2 separate regions of the Sus scrofa genome follow, and region 2 is linked to region 1. The links are chromatin contacts, called in public HiChIP or PLAC-seq maps. All regions are on one chromosome and are shown on one strand. The core of a region is the stretch at or near the end of the contact, and the rest is flanking DNA. Distances in the headings are between cores, read along the strand shown.

Region 1 (5,775 bases), core at 1,543-4,042:
TATTTTTGCCATTTGTTCCTCTGCTATATTCATGTCATTCTTTTCTAACCACCCTACGTGTATGAACACATTTAATACAACCACATGAGTAGATACTATAGGTATTATGTTCATACAGAGAGGTTAAGTAAATTAACTGAGGTCACACAGCTAATAAATGAAGGCATTAGGACCTCATTACCATTTACATCATTTAGCTAAATCCAATATTTTAAAAAGAAGGTTTAACCAAACACCTGACATTTAATATAAGGTATTGTTCTAGGGACTATGCAGAAGGTACAAAGGATATATGGATGGTTCCTGCACTCAAAGAGTGCATGGTGTAGCTGCAAATATTTGTACCGTTACTGAGTTCAAGCTCTCAGCAACTGCTTGCCACATGACCAGTCAATCAACCAAGAGACAAGTTGTTGGGGCAAGCCAGTAGAGTGAGAAGATGGTGGACTAGGGTCCCAAAGAACCATCTTCAGTGAGTTAGAATTCAGACTCCCAAAGAGGAGGGGGTAAAGTCTTGATTTCAGCTAGTCTCTGGAGGAGATATGTTAATGTCTTCCTTCCTGCAGCCATTCACGGGTGGGCCTGGTCCGGGGGTTTCCTGTGAGCTAAACAAAAGTATTTTAGCTTATCACTCATTACATGGGAGGCAGGGTTCCCAGAATGGGCCATTATGTGTAATTTAAGTTTACAGGCAACATCCCTTTAGTGATCTCGTAGCAAAAGCAATAGAATAGAAAGGTTAAAGTAATTTGTGAAGTTCCCATCGTGGAGCAGTGGTTAACGAATTCGACTAGGAACCATGAGGTTGCGGGTTCGGTCCCTGGCCTTGCTCAGTGGGTTAAGGATCTGATATTGCCGTGAGCTGTGGTGTGGGTAGCGGATGCGGCTTGGATCCTATGTTGCTGTGGCTCTTGTGTAGGCCAGTGGCTACAGCTCCGATTAGACCCCTAGCCTGGGAACCTCCATATGCTGCAGGAGCGGCCCTAGAAAAGACAAAGAAATAAAAAATAAAAATAATTTGTTCTTCCCTCTTAGAAGAGTTCTCTCCATGGCACTAAAATTTTGCTTACTTTATTCACCTACATAATAGGATTTTCTCACTAGAAAAGACCTACATCACCAACTACATTATACTTTATGATTTTAATTTTTTCATTAGATTTATAGCATTCTGTCAATTTCTACTGTACAGCAATGTCACCCAGTCATACATATATTCTTTTTCTCACATTTTTCCTCCATCATGTTTCATCACAAGTAACTAAATATAGTTTCCTGTGATCCTTTCTTTTTTAAAAAGACAACCTTAGGCCCAGAAGGGACCAATGTACTAGTTAATTATCAATAGCTATAGAATAGCTAGTAGCAAGTCCAAAACTGGAAGCCAACTTTTCTAACAACTAATGGTGATATTTCATGTTCTTGGCAGTATTCATGATATAAAGGTGTTATTAGAACAGCAGTACAGGGAGTTCCCGGTCATGGCTCGGTGGTTAACAAACCTGACTAGTATCCACAAGGACGTGGGTTCAATCCCTGTGGGTTAAGGATACAGTGTTGCTATGGCTGTGGTGTAGGCCAGCGGCTACAGCTCCAATTCACTCCCTAGCCTGGCAATCTCCAAATGCCATGAGTGTGCCCCTAAAAAGACAAGAGGGGAAGGAAAGAAAGAAAGGAAGGAAAGAAAGAAAAGCAGTACAAAACAAAGTTTCTTGGAGTTTCCATTGTGGCTCAGCAGGTTAAGGACCCGATGTTGATGAGGACCTCTGTGAAAATGAGGGTTCAATTCCTGGCCTTGCTCAGTGGGTTAAGGATCTAACATTGCCACAAGCTGTGGTGCCTACAGCTACAGCTCCAATTAGACCCCTAGCCTGGGAATTTCCATATGCAGCGGGTGCGGCTGTAAAAAGAAAAAACAAAGTTTATTTATTCTTTTATCCCAAATTGTCCTTCAACGCTCTTTCAATTTCATTTCTTTTCTTCACTTCTGGCACACTCGTATTGTTCATTCTAATTTACTTAACCTTTACTGATCCCTACTCCTCCCTTTTTTTTTTTTTTTTTTTTTTTTCTCCTTTTGGAGTGAAACTAGGCCTGGGCATCAATCAGACATACGGGGCTAGGATGAAGATAAAGTTAAATGCTTGAGATCTCTTTACCATTAATCAACCTTAAAGGAATAAAAAATGCTTTGGGGGAGATGCTTGTAGTTGCTTGAGCAGGAACAAAAGATAGAAGAAGAAGAAAGGGATGAGGTATTCGAATGACTAGGGGAGAAGACTTGCAAGCTGATTAGACGTGGACAAATTAAGACTAAATGAAGAGGGATGGGGATCAGTGAGGAAATGTCACACTCCTCTTACAGGGGGTAAATGCCTAAGCAGGGCTCTTCAGAGAAAACCTCGCGGATTCTTTTCTAAGTATCTGAATAGGCTCTTTCTTAGAGGGTCGAGAACGCTCTCTGAGGTCTGGGGGTGCCTCTTTCCATTGTGAAGGCTCTTCTGCCTGGGAGGTCGCAGGACCCTTTCAAGGAGCAACGACAGCCCGTCTCAGCGATCTAGGGGAGGCGTTATGCCGGCGTAAGGCCCCTCCCCAGTTCGGTCTGCGAGGCCCTCCTGGCCCCGCGACAGCTGAGGCTCCCGCGCCCCCCGGCCCCCGCGGCCCGCCGCTCGCCACGAGCGTGCGTAACGTGCCCCCGCAGCGTGACGCACGCGCCGCGCCGGGGTGGCTGCGCGGGCTGCGCGGCGGGAGGAGCGCGCGCCGGGGGCGGGGTGCGGGCGGAAGTCGGCGTCTGCGGAAAGGAGAAAGGAAAGGGAGACGCGGCTGGGTGCGGCGCGGCACGGCTGGGAGACCGGCGGGAGGGCGCCGCCTCCTCCCCCGCCCTCTCCGCTGAGGATGGAAGTGACGAAAGCAGCCGAGGAGGTCACTTCCTGCTGGGGTGGATGAGGAGGAGCCGGAGACGCCGCGGAGGAGACGGGACCGAAGACGGACCGTGCCGGCGAGAGGTGAGTCCCGGCCTCGCCGCCCAGCCGCTCCCGGCCGACCTTCCGGCCTCGGCGGGGACAGCGTCCCCGCTGTCGGGGCCGCCGGGCGGTCCACGTACCAACCCGGCCGGGCCTCCCCCAGCGCGGGGGGCGGGGGAGGAGGGGGGCCCCGTGGCTGAGGGGCGACGGGGACCAAGGCAGCGTTCGTGCGGTGGCTTCGCTGAGCCTCGAGGCCACCGGGCGAAGGAGACCCGGCCGCGAGGCAGGTAGAAAGGAGATTCTGGGGGTTGCGGAAGCCGGGACCAGGAGCTGCAGCGGGGGATCCGTGGCGCCAGGCTCTGCAAGCCTCATTCTCCCTCTTTGGGGAATGGTCGCGGTCCGGGGGAGGGCGAGGGGCCTGCTGGGCTTTGCAGAGTTGAGATGAGTGACCCTACTTGGACAGAGTGTCCTCAGAGTGAATTTGCGAAAAGCATGAAGAGGCGTCTCCGGGTTCCTGCGAGGGAGGCCTTGATGGGTGAAATCGAGGAGTTGGGATGTCAGGAGAGAGCTTCCTGGGCAAGTCATTGTTTCAGCGGGGTGTGGACCCCAGAGTCGTCGTGGGTGAAGGATATTCTCGTGGCAGGATAAAGACCCGACAGAGCAATCTAGGAGTTTGCGTCCAGATCAGCTTCCTGGAGCCGTGGGGAAATTAGTGTTTTTCCTCTCTCATTGTCACAGAGATGGAAGCAGCCGGCAGAGGAAACTCCTGCCTCAGCCCTGGGGCCTTGTTATTGTGTATTTTGTGTATGTAACTGTGTGTTTGTTTATGTTTGTTTTCTCCTTCCTTTGGGGTATTTATCTCGTCCTTGTTCCCTGGTGGTTGCATAGACCGAAACTTGCTGGTCTTCTTAATATGTATGTGAGGAAAAAAATTTCAAAGGATCTAGAGGAATCCTAGGGAAGATGAAATTTCAAGATTAGGAATTTGTACCCACCCCACCCTGGGGTCACTAAGGCACCTACATTCCCGCCAGACTCCTGCTGCTGTTGGTACTGAGGGCCTGTCATTCACCCTGGGGAACTGCCTGGGTGATGGTAGATCTGCCTTCTGCCCGCATATCCCTCTGGCAGTTTTACCCTTCCCTCCTTTTTGCTAAAGGAATGACTGATACAAGGCTGCTTGCTGCTAGGAACAGGAAATTTATTAAGGAACTGTAAATCTGGATAGAATGAATTCAGATCACAGCCAGACTCCCTCCACTTGTTGAACAGAAGGTTGTCAGCAATGCCTGCGTTTTTTTTTTTTTTTCTTTCCCCTTTCTGTTCAAGGGAGAAAGTGTACATTTTTCTCTCAGGAGAAGAATCGGCAGAGTGTGTCTGTGTGTTGAGTGTTTCTTGTGTAGAGTAACTGTACATATAGTGTGTTTACTTCCTGTATCCCAGGGTGTTTTTCAAGGAGGAAGGGGTTTTCTGACTGGAAGGAGTTTTTCCTCTCCCATCTCCCGTAATTCAGTAAATCAAAGTCAGATGTTCATTCTTGAGTGGCAATCAGATGGATTTGGATTTTTTTTTTTTTTGCACTTTTCTTTAAACTGGTACATCTGGGTGAACTTAGGTTTGTGTATCTTGGCATCAGGGCCTGTCTAGTAATAGAAGACAAACTGTCTGACTTGTTTTGGCTGCCTTTTGGGACCCATTTCACCATACCCTTCCTTTTTATGTTTGAAGGGCTGGTCAAGAGAAAGAAAGCAAATATTAAAGACAGTGTGTACAATTTGTGGTTTAAAGTCAGGTGAGAGATAATTATGGCCTTTGCAGCTGATGACCTGAGGACCATCATTTGATGACTTGGGGATTAGCAGTTTGGAGGTGACACGTTTGAAGAGGGTTACATAAGGAGGGAAAGACAGGGAAAAGGAAGTTTAGGGAAAGGCTATGCCAGAAAACCTTGGGAGGATAATAAATAAATAACACCTTAAAGTAATTGATGTGGCTTGTATCTCTCAGCAGGAGGGTGAAAATGAAAGCAGGCTGTAGCATCGTGGAAAAGCCAGAAGGAGGTGGAGGTGAGCAGAAGTTAATCATCTCTGATGTACCTGGAATGTCCCTTAGTGGTTCCTTCTCTTTCCACTTGGGCTCTGTTCTCAAATGCCAGACCATACCTGACAGGCCCTTGACAGGGCGGCTACTGCTAGGACAGTTGTAGGCTTGTTTCCTATGGGTGTACATTAACATAGCCGGTCACCACACCTTTATCCCAAGCTTTAGAGCCTCTTTCCTATTAGAGACACAATTCCAGCCCAGGGGGGTAAGGTGGTATTTTCCAAACACATTATCTTTCTTGTTTGATCCCTCTAGAACTTTCATGTCCACAGAAGATAGGCATGAGGTTTAGTAAAGTCTGAAAGGGTGCGAGATTAGGACACCTGGGTGCTGCTCCCCAACTCAGATTTAATGATTGCCGCAAAGAAAGGTAACTTCTCTGCTTTCCTCTCCACTGTCGTGGTTAGTCCCAGCGGAGCAAAAGGGTGTTTGTGGCATGTTTGCACAGCACTCTAGAGCTTCTGAGCGCTGGAATGTGAAGTTGGGGGTGCTGGTATGTATGTACCCAGCTCCTGACTACCTTTATCTTGCCCTTTTCACATTAAAGGGTATCAGTTTCCTGACTGGGCCTATAAAACAGAGTCATCCCCAGGCTCCCGGCAGATCCAGCTGTGGCACTTTATCCTGGAGCTGCTGCAGAAGGAGGAGTTCCGCCATGTCATCGCCTGGCAGCAGGGAGAATACGGGGAATTCGTCATCAAGGATCCCG
Region 2 (5,775 bases), core at 1,465-3,964, 46 kb after region 1:
TGGCGTAGTCCAGCAGCAACGGCTCCAATTAGACCCCTAGCCTGGGAACCTCCATATGCTGCAGGTGCGGCCCTAAAAAAGACAAAAGACAAAAAAATAATAATAATTTTTTAAAAATAATCCAACAAATAGACAAGTAGGATGATTTATTTTATTTTTTATTTGGCTGTGCCTGCAGCACACAAAGTTCCCAGGCCAAGGATTGAACCTGCCATAGCTGCAACATGTGCCAGTTCCTTAACCCTCTGCACCACAAGGGAACTTATCCAACAAACAGACAAGTAATTATCACTTTGCTAACTGCTACAGAGAAGTTCAGGGTGCAGAGACTATCCAGGAAGACCTTCTTGACAAAGTGACACTTGAGCTGGGATGTCCATAGGTGCCAGCTTAGTTCAGAGGGAGGAAGGAGAGTATGTCAAGCAGAGCGAACAGAGTGTGCAAAGGTCCTGGGGCAGGAAAGAGGAAGTGGGAGCAGGCCAGTGTGGCAGTACAGAGTGATGGAGGGTGAAAATGCAGGCAGAGGCCAGCGCTTCCAGGGTTTTTGGGAAGAGGCAAAATCAGATTTTCTGGGAAAAAGATCACAGAGACACTTGGTCAACCCGAGGCTCCTCTGCAGAGGTCCAAGTCCTCTCCCTCCACTCCAGGCACTTTCATGGAAGAAAGACCTTTGGCCTTAGCCCCACTCCAGTACAGCTGGAGGCCCAGAGGTCCCACCTCCCAGAGAAAGCAGGGCAACTGGCTCTGGGCCCGGGTAAGCGCAGCTGAGGCTGTGGGCGTGGGGCAGCCCAGGGCCTGCCGGGACTCGTAGGGCCACAGGTCTGACAGCCTGGAGCAAGACAGCACCTCAAGAGCCCTCCCTGTTCTTCCACCCCCACCCACCCCTTCCCAGTTCTGGGAATGCCTTGGGCACAGAGCTTCTCTCTTTGGGAAACTATGAGGGGAAGAAAAAAAAAAAAAGTGTTCCCTGGCCAGCCCCAGCTTGGAATGAGTTATTTTGCACCTCCCTGCCCTGGCGGGTACACAGGCCCAGCCTGTGCTTGGGCCCTGCGGCACACTAAGCAGGTTTAGGTCACCAGGAGGCTAGTGGCAGCCACATGCCCCACTTCTGGAGTGGGGTTCCAGAAAGCTGTGCCAGTCCCTCACTCCAGCTTCACGCAGAGCCTTTGGTGCCAAGAGCAGAAGCTGCCTCTGGGCAGAAGAGTGGCCAGCACGACTGGGCCAGGGGCTGGGAAGCTGCAGGGCCGGGGCTTGGGGGGTGGGGGGGCGCGACCAGCACCATCTCCTCCACATGCCTGTTCCTGCTGTGGGTCTCTGACACAAACCTCCGGGGGATGTTGGTCTCCACCGCTTCTAAGGACCCAAGGAAAAGGAGAGTGATCCAGGAGAGGGTCCATTCTGCCAGGGGTCTCCCTGGTTTTCCTCATGAAGGATCGTTTTTTACTATTTCCCCCCACCTTATTTTTTGCTCTTTAGGGCTGCACTCGAGGCATATGGAGGTTCCCAGGCTAGGGGTCCAATCAGAGCTGCAGCTGCCGGCCTATAGCACAACCACAGCACTGCAGATCTGAGCAGCGTCTGTGACCTATACCACAGCCCACGGCAACTTGGGATCCTTAACCCACTGAGCTGGGCCAGGGATTGAACCTGCATCCTTATGGATACTAGCTGGGTTCATTACTGCTGCACCACGACGGGAACTCCTACCTTCCCCTTTCATAGGTCTGATTTAAACTACAAACCCAGGGCCTCACAACTAGTTTTTGCCCAACTAGACCAGAACCACAGCCATCTGCTAGAGGGACAAGTTGAGGGAAGACTTGATCCGTTGTATTACAGCAAAAAATATCTTCATCCATTTATCCAGCACCCTTTTTTTTTTTTTTTTTCTTTTTAGGGCCGCACCCGTGGCATATGGAGGTTCCCAGGCTAGGGGTCAAACTGGAGCTACCGCTGCCAGACTACACCACAGCCACAGTAACGCAGGATCTGAGCCATGTCTGCAACCTACACCACAGCTCACAGCAATGCTGGATCCTTAACCCACTTAGTGAGGCCAGGGGTCGAACCTGAATCCTCATGGTTCCTAGTCGGGTTCATTAACCACTGAGCCATGAAGGGAACTCCTATCCAGCACTTTTTTATTGAGCCCTTTAAAAATATATACACCAGGCTGGGTTGAATCCCAAGATCCAGAGTAAGACACAAACAGCTCCTGCTCCCACAGCGTTGGGCACACATATTAAATATTCGCACAAACAACTCCTGATTCTCAAGGAAGAGCCCTGGAAGAGTGTATCAGGGGGTAGGAGGCGGGTAGCCAGGGGCTCTCACCCAGGCTGGGGAGGCTCGGAGACTTCCCCCGGAAAATGACATTTACGAGGAAATCTGAAGAAGGAAAAAAAAAAAGGAAGGAACACCCGGGGTGGGGAGAGAAAGTTTCAAGCAGGAGCAAAGAGAAATGGGACATGGGTGCAGAAAGGGGGCAGCTCCAGCATTGGGCACTCGCTGATTCTCTGTCCCTTCCTCCCTCCCTCTCTCTCTCTCTCTCTGTAGGACTTGGACTTGGCTCTGCCCCAGCCCCCTGCCGGCTCGGCCCCTGCTGCCATTTGGGGAGCCCCCAAGACGAGCTGCCCAGTTTCGCCTCCTTCACCCCGCCCCTGCCACCCCCGGTCCCCTCCGACTGGCCCCGCCTCTCAGGGCCCTTCCTGCCCCCTCTCCCCGTAGAGCAGCCCTTCCCAGGATCCTGCACGCCCGACGCCCTGCTCCCAGAGCCCGCGCGCCCCCCAGCGACCCGGCATTTCCCGGGGCTCCCTCTGTTGGCCGGGCTGGCCCAGGGGGCTGGGGAGAGGCTCCGGCTCTTGTCCCTGAGGCCCGAGGGGCTGGAGGTAAAGCCCGATCCCGCGATGGATCCCAGGGAGGGTTTCTCCTCAGAAAGGCGGGGGCCCAAACCTGGAGAGGAAAACCCCGGGTCCCGCGATCTGGAGAACTTTAAAGCAGTGTGGCCCCTGGATCCTCCTTAACCGGGGCGGAAGATGCGAAGTGTGGGGGTCCTTCCAACCCCATCTCTCCTCTTGTCTACCTCCCTTCTGGCTTTGCACCTCCCCCTGGGTGGAAACAGCTTTAAGCTGCAGGAGGCTTTGAAGGGATAGAGTTGAAACCAAAGGGATGGAGGGCATGGAAGGAAAGGAGCATATGTGGGGAAGAGGAAAAGAGAGGCAGAGCGCTCCCTCCCACCAAATTGCTAATCAGGAAACTTTTTTTTTTTGTCTTTGTCTTTTGTCTTTTTTGGGCAGCACCCGGCATGTGGAGGTTCCCAGGCTAGGGGTCGAATCAGAGCTGTAGCGGCCAGCCTACACCACAGCCACAGCAACGCCAAGTCCGAACCGTGTCTGCGACCTATACCACAGCTGACGGCAACGCCGGATCCTTAACCCACTGAGTGAGGCCAGGGATCAAACCTGCAGCCTCATGGTTCCTAGTCGGATTCGCTTCCGCTGCGCCACGACGGGAACTCCAAGAAACATTGTTAATCTCCATTTTTTTTTTTTTTTTCTTTTTTTCTTTCCCCGGCCGTGCCTGCCTGCAGAAACTCCCAGGCCCAGAATCAACACAAGCCACAGCAGTGGCAACACCAGATCCTTAACCACTGGGCCCCTAGGGAACTCCCCCACTTTTTTTTTTTTTTTTTTTTTTTTGAGGGAGAGGAGAATAAAATTTCCATCATTTGAGGGACCCCATACTTGCTCACATGAGGGGGGAAATTCAGAGACTAGGTTGGGAAGGGGTCAGGAGTTGTTCTGTCCCTGAGGCTCAGGGCAACTCCTTTCTTCTCTGGGGCCCACATCCCTCATCCAGGCTGGTCTCCTGTCTCTCTGCTGCCCCTCCCTGCACCTCTCTGAGTTCTGTGACCCTGGAGCTCCTGTCCCCTCTTGTCCCCAAGACCCAGGCACCTGAGGTCAGGAGAACTGGCCCCGTCAACTCTGTAATACTCCACTGCAGACCGTGAATAAAATGCCCTTGGCAAACTGCCCTCTTGACTGATCAGCCCCACTGCGTGCCTGCTGCCCTGGGATCTGGTGTGAAGCTAAACGGGACCCGAGCTTCCCAATGGAAAGCGGGTGAGGTGAGGCCTGGGTGGCAGTGGGAATCAAGCCAACCAGCGTCCTCCCTTCTGCTGCCCTCACCTCCCAGAGAGAAGGGCTGAAACCAGAGCCCAAGGAGGTGCCGGGGCCAGTGGGGAACCAACCTCAAGGAAAGAACTAAGGAGTTCCCATCACATCGCAGTGGAAACGAATCCAACTAGGAACCATGAGGTTGCAGGTTCGATCCCTGGCCTTGCTCATTGGGTTGCTCAAGGATCCAGCGTTGCCATGAGCTGTGATGTGCGGCCCAAAAAACCAAAAAAAAAAAAAAAGACGAAGAAGAAAAGAAAAGAACTTAAGAACAGAACAGGGTTCTTTACAGAATGACCTCTAGACCCCAGGCGGGGGCTGCTGAGCAGAGTTCTAGGGGCAGGGAATGAAGAAGATCTTTGACGGGGTCCCTCTTCCTTTGCACCCCAACACTTAAGAATGACAAGGAGAGCCAGAGGGAGGAGGGGACATATGAGAGAAGGGGTTCTTTTGTTCAAACAAGGAAAAGTCAACAGAGAAGAGTTTTAGGAGCCAAGGCAATGGAATCTTATTGCTCTCCTAGCTCTAGGACAGCAATCACAGGTTTAGGATTCGTCTCCATTTCCTTTCCATGATGGAGAGCAGAAACTAAGGCAGCACAGGAGGTCCATTTGTCCGTCATTTGTTCCTGTCCCTCATCCATGAAGTAGGGCTGCATCCCTCTCTGGGAGTTCCCTGTGCACTTTGCTTTCTGCCACCTCTCAGTCCTTCTTGGTGGCAGATGCATCCTTGTCATGAATGGGATGTGGAAGGAGAGACCCAAAGTAGGGCAGGGCTAAGCCCTCACCCTACAAAAAGGTTGAGATGAGCAAGGAAACCAGTCCCCAGGCTTCCAAGGTGGATAGAAGCTGGGAGCGAGCTTCATCACTGTCTGCCTCCCTTACCCCAGATGCCCAAAAAGGGGACCGCAGAGTGGCTCTCCCAGGAGATCCTATAGGCTACAGTGAAAACTGCTTCTCGCACTTGCTGCCAAAGCCACAGGCCCATCCCCAGCCCTGGGGGAAGGCTGAACCCCGCAGCCTGGGGCTCTCCCATCATCCTGCCCAGTTTGGGGAGACAAAGACCTAGAGTTGTCTGCCACAGCACAAGGACCTGGATCACACTGTCACAGGGCTTGGGCCCTGTTCAGAGAGGTCAGCCTCAGGGACAGGGTCCCATTAGGGGGGCTCCCATATGCCCTCTGCTTGACCCCTCCTCCTCTTCAGTGATTTGTTGTTACCCCCATGTTTCAGGCAATGAAAAATGCTTTAGGGTCACTTTTCTTTTCTTTTCTTTTCTTTTTTGCCTTTTTGTCATTTCTTGGGCCGCTCCCGTGGCATATGGAGGTTCCCAGGCTAGGGGTCTAATCGGAGCTGTAGCCACCGGCCTATGCCAAGGCCACAGCAATGTGGGATCCAAGCCGTGGCTGCAACCTACATCACAGCTCACGGCAACGCTGGATCGTTAACCCACCGAGGAAGGCCAGGGATGGAACCCACAACCTCATGGTTCCTAGTCGGATTTAACCACTGCACCACAACGGGAATTCCTAGGGTCACTTTTCTAAAATTTCTTTTTGGGAGAGTTCCCATCCTGGCACAGTGGTTAACGAACCCAACTA

The links. HiChIP or PLAC-seq counts read pairs in DNA pulled down with a chosen protein or histone mark.
Region 2: a contact with region 1 is called in an H3K27ac HiChIP or PLAC-seq map of alveolar macrophages. The contact joins the enhancer-like site here to the promoter of ETV3 in region 1. A contact is called at or near these places in 1 of 5 promoter capture datasets (liver), 4 of 47 Hi-C or Micro-C datasets (alveolar macrophages, embryonic fibroblasts, liver and 1 more) and 1 of 2 datasets of contacts at active chromatin or transcription factors (alveolar macrophages).

The regions. Positions count from the first base shown.
Region 1 is chr4:92,962,016-92,967,790 of Sscrofa11.1, forward strand. It overlaps ETV3 (ETS translocation variant 3), which reads left to right and starts at 2,793. Exons shown (of 5, transcript XM_021089636.1): 1 at 2,793-3,005; 2 at 4,971-5,029; 3 at 5,614-5,775. The coding sequence starts at 4,984.
Region 2 is chr4:93,008,222-93,013,996 of Sscrofa11.1, forward strand. ETV3L (ETS translocation variant 3-like protein) reads left to right here. Exons shown (of 5, transcript XM_001929495.3): 5 at 2,557-3,038. The coding sequence ends at 3,023. Among named protein-coding and RNA genes, the nearest start is that of ETV3L, 5.8 kb to the left of the region's middle. Within about 2 kb of position 2,715, at least 34 of the 83 cell types and tissues checked have an H3K27ac peak or open chromatin away from gene starts, as enhancers often do. A contact at or near this core is called in alveolar macrophages, liver and skeletal muscle, where this site is marked.